Linked DNA regions of Canis lupus: region 1 is linked to region 2. Evidence: chromatin contacts called from public Hi-C data. All regions are on one chromosome and are shown on one strand. Each heading gives the region's core, a stretch centred on a gene start, on an enhancer-like site or on the middle of the called end of the contact. The rest is flanking DNA. Distances are from core to core; before and after follow the strand shown. Region 1 holds the start of C7H18orf21 (UPF0711 protein C18orf21 homolog). Region 2 overlaps MOCOS (molybdenum cofactor sulfurase).

Region 1 (4,762 bases), core at 2,119-4,618, 220 kb after region 2:
GCTATCTTACTCATTACTTGTTACTAAGTAATAGTAACAAGTAATAGTTACTTGTTAGATAGTAGATAGTAAAAAGCTATCTCACCAATTTTACAAACATATTTATCACAAATCAATAAATTATACTGATTTTTTTAAACAATTAGCACAATTTTGTGATTTGTGGGCCAGACTTTCTGCAGGTAGCTCTCAGTACAAGGTTACAAGACAACAGACTTGCCCCAGCATGTTTATGCAATCAAGACAATCATCTTCCATGCTAGGCTGAAGAGTCAAATATGGAATAAAAGATCTGCTATCTTGGGGTGCCTGGGTGGCTCAGTTCATTAAGCTTCTGCCTTCATTTTTTTTTTTTTTTTTTTTTTAATTATCCCCAGCCCCGGCCCGAGCCCCAGCCCGAACCCTGGCCCCGGCCAGCGGAAGCTTCTGCCTTCAGCTCGTCATGATCCCAGGGTCCTGGGATTGAGCCCTGCATTAGACATCTTGGTCAGCAGGGAGCCTACTTCTCACTCTCCCTGCCACTCCCCCTGTTTGTGCTGTGTCAATAAATAAATGAAATCTTAAAAAAATAAAGAGTTTTTTTTTTAAGATTTATTTATCCATGAGAGACACAGCGAGAGAGACAGAGACATAAGCAGAGGGAGAAGCAGGCTGCCTGCAGGAAGCCCAATGCGGGACTCGATCTCAGGACCCCAGGATCACGCCCTGGGCCAAAGGCAGACGCTCAACCACTGAGCCACCCAGGTGTCCCGAGCTGCTATCTTTAAATAACTCAAATTCTAGGGGAGCCCTAAGCAAACAAAAAAAGATCAGTAACAACTGTAACACAGTATGATTAAAATGCCCTGGAAACTATTAAACTCTGTATAGACTGGCCAGAAACACTTCAAAGAAGTGGTGGTCAAATAATCCAAGTATCTGTACTTGGAGATGGCATCCCTTACTGGTAAAAAGGGCTTTCAGGTAGAAGTACAGTGAAAAAGAAAGCATGGTTATTAGGGAAAGGTGAGGGTGTGATGCAGCTGGAAAGGAAGGTGGGCACACCATGGATTTATTCAACAAATACTTATTAGTGAACACTCTGCTAAGTATACAACAACTAACTACCATGCTTGTAACTCAGCTCTGCCAATTTTTAAAAAAAATTTATTTATTCATGAGGGACAGAGAGAGAGAGGCAGAGACACAGGCAGAGGGAGAAGCAGGCTCCATGCAGGGAGCTCAATGTGGGACTTGCTCCCAGGATTCCAGGATCATGCCCTGGGCCGAAGGCAGGCACCAAACCGCTGAGCCATCCAGGGATCCCTCAAATGTTACATTCATTCATTTACTGAGTATTTGGAAAGTGCCAGGCAGAGTTCTGGGCACAAGAGTCAGGACAGTGAATAAAGGACAACTCATAGAGAGAGAAAGTAAATATAGCAACACAAATGTGTAGTGTGCTGGGAAGAAAAAAAGATTCAAGGGCAGCCCAGGTGGCTCAGTGGTTTAGCGCCACCTTCGACCCAGGGTGTGATCCTGGAGTCTCGGGATCCAGTCCTACATCAGGCTTCCTGCATGGAGCCTACCTCTCTCTGTGTGTCTCTCATGAATAAACAAATAAAATCTTAAAAAAAAAAAAAAAAAAAAAAGATTTGAATAGGAGTGGCAATGGAGCTGCTGTAGTTTGTTTTTTTGTTTTTTTTTAGATTTTATTTATTCATGAGAGACACAGGCAGAGGGAGAAGCAGGCTCCAAGCAGGGAGCCCAACATGGGACTCAATCCCGGATCCCCAGGATCAGGTCCTGGGCCGAAGGCGACGCTAAATCGCTGAGCCACCCGGGCGGGCTGCCCGGAACTACTGTGTCTTAAATAAGGTAACCAGGGAAGGCTTTGTGGAATAACATCTGTAGAAAGCAGAAGAAAATGAAGATGGAATCCACACAGATATGTGAGCTAAGAGTTCCAGGCAGAAGGAAGGAAGGGAAGCTGCGAAGGCTGCAAAAGAGCAAGGAGGCCTAACAGTGCTTGTAGTTGAGTGAGCAAAAAGGAGAAAGGAAGTCAGGCGAGGTAATGCAGGCGTTTGGTGTAGGGCCTTGTAATCCTTCTAAGATTTTCACTTTTACTCTGAATTGGGAAGTCACTTGAGACTTTGTGGCAGAGAAGTGACATGATCAAGCTTAGGTTTCTCCTGCACTCACTTTGGCTGCTCAATTGAGAATGGATGTAGAAATGCTGAGAGCTGCTGCCCCACAATCCTGCTATTAACTTGGTCCAGGGTGGTAAAATAGATCGGTGAGAAGATGCCAGGTTCAGAACGTATTTCAAAGCCGGCACGATTTGCTGGCATTGGCTTGGGGAAGACGACTTTTAGGACGCCAGGAATGGCCCCAGGGTTTGAGGGCTGAATTAACTCCAAGGACAGAATTACCATTTACTGAATTTGGAAGAACTGGAGGAGGAAGACTGTGTTGGGGGGGGTAAAGCTCCACTTCTGGCCTAAGAGACATTAAAAAGGTGTCAACGGGGCGCCTGGGGGGGTGCTCAGGTCCTGATCCCAGGCTCCTGGGATCCAGCCCCGCATCGGTCTCCCTGCTCAGCGGAGAGCCTGCTTCTCCCTCTCCTCCCCACCTGTGCTCTCTGATGCTATCTGTGTCTCTCAAATAAGTAAACAAAATCTTAAAATAAAAAAAAAAAGTCATCAAGAAGGCATCTGGATAGGAGTGTAGAAGCGGGAGAAGTCTTGGTTGGGCGCATACATTTGGAAGTCCTCAGTATAGAGAATTTAAAAGCTAGGGCACTGGATGAACAACCGTCACCAGGGAAGGGAGTGTAACTAGAAAGGAGGTCTAAGGAATTTGGAGTTTTCACTAACAGAAGGCTCTGGGAGGGCGGGAGGGGCGGTTATGAGGGCAGTGGGTCGACGAGGTTTCCCTTCTGGGTCATCCTGAGCGCCGCGCGGAGCTGGGGCAGCGGGGCGACGACAGACCGACCCACAACCGACGGACGTTCTCCCTACCGTGCGACGAGCTGTAGGCCCAGCTGCAAAGGAGGAGGAGACCGGTGAGGGAGCAGAAGACCCCGCCGTGCCGCCCCTGACGCCCGCCCCGCATCCCGCCCCGCATCCCGCCCCGCATCCCGCCCCGCTCTTACAGGAGATACCGGGCCTGGCCCGGGCAGCTGTCGTGCAGTTGCCGAGCCGCAGCCTCAAGGTAGTGCTTCTGCCTCATTGTCACCGCCGCCCCCACGACACGAGCAACCTCCGGAAGCCGGGTTCGCAGCCAGCCGGACCTTGACTTCGGAATCCGCGCTCCCTCCGGAAACTGGCGCCGGTGGCTGAAGAGTTCCGGCGTCCCTCGCTCCCCGCCCGGCGCGCAGGCGCGCAGGCCCACGGTCTCCCGCCCCCAGCCCCAGGCCCCGCCCCCAGGGCCCGCGCCGATGCGCCGCAGACCTGCGCCTGCGCGGAGCATCGTGCTTCAGGTCCCGGTGGCGACGTCGGCGCGTGGGATGTTGCGTCCGCCTCTCGCTCGCTCCTGAGCGTCCCCTGTGGCGCTCCTGTCGTCACTTCCTCCCCCGTCGCGTCGCCTTGTAGATTCTCCATCCGGGGAATCGGTCTGGGCCGGGCGGCGGTGTGCGGCCCGCGGGAGGCCGCCGTGGTCCGCGGGGCCGCGAGCCTGGGAGGGGACCAGGCCAGACTGCCCTCGGGGCAGCACCAGCCGGCTTCCTCCTCTCCTCGCCTCGCCTCGCCCGCAGCGGGAGTGCGTTTTCAGTGTTGGCAAACCCTGCTGTTACCGAGTTTGGAAACCTTTCTGTCGCCCTGTCGGAAACCCCCTCCCGGTTCTCCTCCGCTCCCAGCCCCCGGCCACCCCGAGCCCGCTTTCTGGCTGTATGGGCTTATTCGGGACGTTTCTTGTAAAGAGAGTCATTCGTAGGCATGATCTCTCGTGTCTGGCGTCTTCCACGTAGTGTGTGATGGTTTTGAGGTTCTTCCACCTCGTAGCTTATGTCAGAACTTCGTTCCCTTTTATGATTGAATATTACATTATATGTATACCAAGTGTTGTTTATCCATTCATCCATGATGGACATTTGGGTTGTTTCTACCTTCTGGCTGTTGTGCAATATGCACAATCTGTTTTCTGTTTTGTTTTGTTTTTAAATTTTATTTATTTATTCATGAGAGAGAGAGAGAGAGGCAGAGACACAGGCAGAGGGAGAAGCAGGCTCCATGCAGGGAGCCCGACGTGGGACTCGATCCCAGAACCCCTGTGTTGTGAGTTTGTTTGTTTTTTTTTTTTTTTTTTTGGATAAACACCTAAAAGTGAATGCTGGGTCATATGGTAATTCCATGTTTAGCAGTATTCTAATTTCCTCACATCTTCCCCAACTCTCATTTTCTACTTTTGTTTTATTTTGTAATTTTTTTAAATAAATTTTTATTTATTTATGATAGTCACACAGAGAGAGGGAGAGAGAGAGAGGCAGAGACACAGGCAGAGGGAGAAACAGGCTCCATGCACCGGGAGCCCGACGGGAGCCCGACGTGGGATTCGATCCAGGGTCTCCCAGGATCACACCCTGGGCCAAAGGCAGGCACCAAACCGCTGCGCCACCCAGGGATCCCCTATTTTGTAATTTTTTTTTTTTAATTCTAACCATTCTTAGTGAGTATGAACTGGCCTCTCCTTGTGGTTTTGATTTGCATTTCCCAATGAATAATGGTGTTGAGCATCCTTTCACGTGTTTGTTGACAACTTGTATATTTTCTTGGAGAAATGTCTA
Region 2 (4,459 bases), core at 1,142-3,641:
TCCCAAAGAAGCGATAAAGTAGGAATAACCAGGGTTTGCTTTATTGTGGAACTGATATGGTCAGTCTGTTTTCAGTTCAGAGGTGTCCCTGCCCCCATCAGACCTGCAGCTTGCAGTTTGGGTGTCTATTAATATCTTCCCTTGGAAAAGTGCTCATATCTCAATACTTGTCTTTATTGTCTTTTCTTTGTCTTGGATGGTGTACACTCTCTGCATTACCATCAGGACTCCCCTCCACTCCTGTGAATCCTGTCTGCCCCCAGCTCAGGCCAAGAACCTGAAGAGTCCCGTTACGGTGGCAAGAGAGAGAGAAAGGAAGGACTACCTAATCATTAAGCCATATCCCTGGTTCACCACAACTCCATTTCCATATGGATGGTCCAAGCAGTACCACCCAGTTCTAGAACCTCAGCCTCTAGAGGAGTGCCCAGGAGCACAACAGGATGGTGGATGCCTGGTGCATGAGACACACGTTCTTCCAGTCATGTATCTTTGTGTCAAGCTCCACATGATGGGAAGTGGCAACTCTCTGTGTGTCAGCCTACTGTGAGGGTCCTCCACCTGCCCACACACCCCAAACATTTGCCAGGAAAGAAAACCTGCATCACTGCAAATGCCAACAACAGAGACAGTGGTTGGGGCTCAGGGTTAGGCATTATTATGGTCTAGGTGGACATCTCAGCCATCTCAATTATTAGGTCCCAGGGAAGGCATTTAACCTCTCTAAATATTAGCTCCTCATGAGCAAAGTGGGCTCATCATATAGCTCCCCAGTGTGACAGGAGGGAGGACCCAGAAAGGTAGCAGCTGAATAAGGTCTCAGGATCTGTAACCAGTCCTAGTTTGGGGACCAAGGATGGCTCCTCTGCTCCTGTGAAGCTACTAATCTCCTGGTTTGGAATAATCTCCTACTTGTGAAAATGTTCTTTTAACTGACACACACACACACACACACACACACAGCACCTCAGCCTCTTGCTCTTGCCTCAGAAGTCATTCTGAAGTTCTTCAGGATAAGCTTCAACTGCATTCAGGGTACAGCTCCCAAGTGCCAGCCGCTCACACAGACCGTACGTCCTTACCTACCTTATCTAAACCGCACCCATTCCAAGGCTCCCTCAAGGACGCAGGTGACAGGAGCAAATTCCACATAGATAAAAGGGTCCACTGACCTGTGAGGCGCTCTAGGGCATCGAATCCATGTTTTAGTGCTATCACGTCAAGGAAGGAGATGGTGCCATCTTCAAACCTGTAACAGGGTTGAGGGGAACAAGGTCAAGCTGTGGCCAACATCTCCATGTGCATTTTGTGGCATGCAACAAGGTTTTGACTCTAGTCTTGGCTATAATCGATGAATACCTCTGCTGTCTTATAAACCACTGCTCTCCCAGTCAGGATAGACGGATTTACACACAGAGACGGATGGGGCCGGTTCTGGCCCTGACTCGCTCACTGGGGGTGCTTCCTTGGGATCGGATGGCCATGGTGACAAAGGACCCTAAAAGACAGTCACCGCCTCGAGAAGTGCTATCCTGCCCCCGTGAAGACTTTGACAAGACCCCAAGCGCCACGGGCTCTTAAAACGCTGCCCTTGACCCCAAGGGAACCCCGCTGGCAAGGCGTCGGTTGGGTGTGATCAACGCGCTCGGAAGTCTAGGATGCCAACCTGCGGAACCACAGGCTTCGGGGAACATTAGGAGGCTCCCGATACAGCACACATGCCCCTCCTGGATTATCAGGGTGTTCACGATCGTCGCATTCTGTGATTTCTCATCTAGCCAAAATATTCATCAAATCTCTACTGCCCACACACTGCGCGCCAGGCACCGTCCTCGGTGCCCTTCTGGCGCTTCCCTTGTCCTGAGGCACAGAAACAAGGGACGACACGCGACAGGTAAGCAACACGCCAGCGGGTGACAGTGCACTGAGGATGCAGAAGGATCATTTTTGAAACAGCAGAGTTCACAGAGGGAAAGGGCGTCCCAGGCAGAGGCCGCAGGGAACACCCCGAGCGGGCGGAAGCGGGCGGAAGCGGGCACGCGCCCTGAACGGCAGGGACGTCAGCGCGTCGTCGGCGCGTCAGTGCTGCGTCAGTGCGTCAGTGCGTCAGTGCTGCGTCGGTGCGGCTGGGCGCGAGTGCGCATGAGCGGGGAGCCAGCGGGGGCGCGGGACGGTGGTGGGCGGCAAGTCGGAGGACGCCGGCGGTGGGGAGGTGGGGAGGCTGACGCGTGGCTGCAGGGCTCAGGGCAGAGAGCAGGGGCGGGATGCGGACCCAGAGCCTGACAGGCAGAGTCCGGGGGGGGGGGCCCGGAGGCAGGAGGTGTCAGCGAGCACTGGCCTGAGGATGGGGACGGCAGCCTCTGCGAGCCCACCTGTGGGTGACGGAAGCAAGTTGAAGCTTTCAGGGGAAATGCTCTGCTTTGTATTTTAAGATTCTAGAGATGAGGTCTGCTCAGAATACTGTTACTGCAATGTTGATTTCTTTATAAAACCGATGTGTTAATGATAGCCGTGAATCAATTATGTGAACCAACAATTAATGAATCAACTGGGTTGTTTTCATTTCTGTTTGTTTAAAGATTTTATTTGGGGGCAGCCCGGGTGGCTCCAGCAGTTTAGCGCCTGCCTTTGGCCCAGGGCCTGATCCTGGAGACCTGGGATCGAGTCCCATGTCAGGCTCCTTGCATGGCGCCTGCTTCTTCCTCTGCCTGTGTCTCTGCTTCTCTCTCTCCTCTCTGCGTATTCTCAGAAATAAATAAATAAAATCTTTAAAAAAAAAAAAAAAAGATTTTATTTGGGCAGCCCCGGGTGGCTCAGTGGCTCAGCGGTTCAGCGCCGCCTTCCTCCCAGGGCGTGACCCTGGAGACCCGGGATCGAGTCCTGCATCGGGCTCCCTGCGTGGAGCCTGCTTCTCCCTCTGCCTGTGTCTCTGTCTGTCTCTGTCTCTCTCTCTGTGTGTCTCTCATGAATAAATAAATAAATCTTTTAAAATATAATAACCAGTTGTGCCATCAATATGCACGCAAACTTGTTCCAAACAATGCCATCTTTTAAAATGACTGCTTGAGTAAACCGTTGTACCTCTTGCCTGTGCTCTGGGAAAAGGCCTGGTGGCCTATCTTCCTTCCTCTCCTGAGAGTCTTTCACCTCTCCTGCTTGCAGCCCTTGTACCCTCATAGCTATGGAGAAGCCCCAAGTGGGGGGTCCAGTTCACTAAGCCACCTGGGGCACACTCCAGCCGGCCTCCATCCACTCCACTCCAGCCCTCCAACCCCAGTGGCCCAGTTGGGTCCCTTGCACAACCCTATAGGTGACGCGGGCCAGAACCCCTGCCTTGCTGAACTCCAGTCAGCCACTCCCACAGAGAGGTTACCTTTCAGCCACCGAGCTTCTTGGGATGTAGAAGTCTTCTCCTGCCAGGTACGCAGCAGCTGTGCCCCCTCCAAAGTAGGTTTTCCTCAGCAGAGGAGCCACACGATTATTCACCAGCAGGGCACCCAGGCCAGTGGGGAATCCAAAGAGCTTATAGAAGGAGAGGGGGACAAAGTCGGCCTGGTGGACCGACAGGTCCAAAGGTGAGGTGCTCACATAGGAGGCTGCATCGAGCAGCACGAACCACTTGCCAGGCACACTCACAGGGCACATCCGCCCAGCCTTGACCTCTCCTATCCAGGACAGGGGGTACCTGGTCCCGGAAAAGTTACTCTGCGCGGGGTAACAGAAGAGATGCGGAAGCTGGCAGTCAGGGTCACTGGCGGCAGCGGCCCGTCTCTCTGCCAACCGCATGTCCTCTGGCCTGACTGGGATGGAAGTGACGTTCATGGCCGTGGTGACCTTCCTCATGCCCACCACGGAGGTATGGCTGTCAGTGAGGTAACAGAACCGGCTCCCGCTGCACTCCGGGCCTGGGGACACCCACGGGAAGGCCTCCGCCACCAGTTTAAGAGCAGCCGTGCTCCCTGCTGTGAAAATCACACTGTAGTCCTCTGAGGAGGTGTGGAAGTGCGCCAGAATCCTGGAAGAAGCATAGCATCATGCCAATCCATGGTCTCAATAGTGTCAAATGTTCAGGGGTAGCTGTATTTGACCTCTCGCTCTCCCTTTATATTTAGGGAAAAACCCAGATCAGCTTTGCCACAATTACAAAGTTAGGGTAGGGGCAGAGCAAGCAGCAGGAAGAGATGACAAACCGGTTCAAGCTGGCAAGAGCAGCTCTGCCTCCCATGTCCCCACCCTCAATGGATAAGATAAAAATCCTGGGGCAGGATGCCTGGGTGGCTCAGCGGTTTAATGCCTGCCTTTGGCCCAGGGAGTGATCTGGGAGCTCCAGGAGTCCCACGTTGGGCTCCCAGCATGGAGCCTGCTCCTCCCTCTGACTATGTCTCTGTCTCTGTCTCTGTCTCTGTCTCTTCCTCATGAACAAATAAAATCTTTTAAAAAAAAATCCATGGGGCACCTG

Evidence for each region. A called contact is a pair of places that touch in the nucleus more often than the background predicts.
Region 1: a Hi-C map of blood shows a contact between it and region 2, with 5 times the contacts expected there. The contact joins the promoter of C7H18orf21 here to the enhancer-like site in region 2. A contact is called at or near these places in 2 of 9 Hi-C or Micro-C datasets (both in blood).

The regions. Positions count from the first base shown.
Region 1 is chr7:54,176,969-54,181,730 of UU_Cfam_GSD_1.0, forward strand. It overlaps C7H18orf21 (UPF0711 protein C18orf21 homolog), which reads right to left and starts at 3,369. Exons shown (of 4, transcript XM_038543498.1): 1 at 3,134-3,369; 2 at 3,000-3,022. The coding sequence starts at 3,210.
Region 2 is chr7:53,955,165-53,959,623 of UU_Cfam_GSD_1.0, forward strand. It overlaps MOCOS (molybdenum cofactor sulfurase), which reads right to left. Exons shown (of 16, transcript XM_038543485.1): 4 at 3,637-4,015; 5 at 3,374-3,522; 6 at 1,173-1,249. Among named protein-coding and RNA genes, the nearest start is that of MOCOS, 14 kb to the right of the region's middle. Within about 2 kb of position 2,392, at least 13 of the 20 cell types and tissues checked have an H3K27ac peak or open chromatin away from gene starts, as enhancers often do. A contact at or near this core is called in blood, where this site is marked.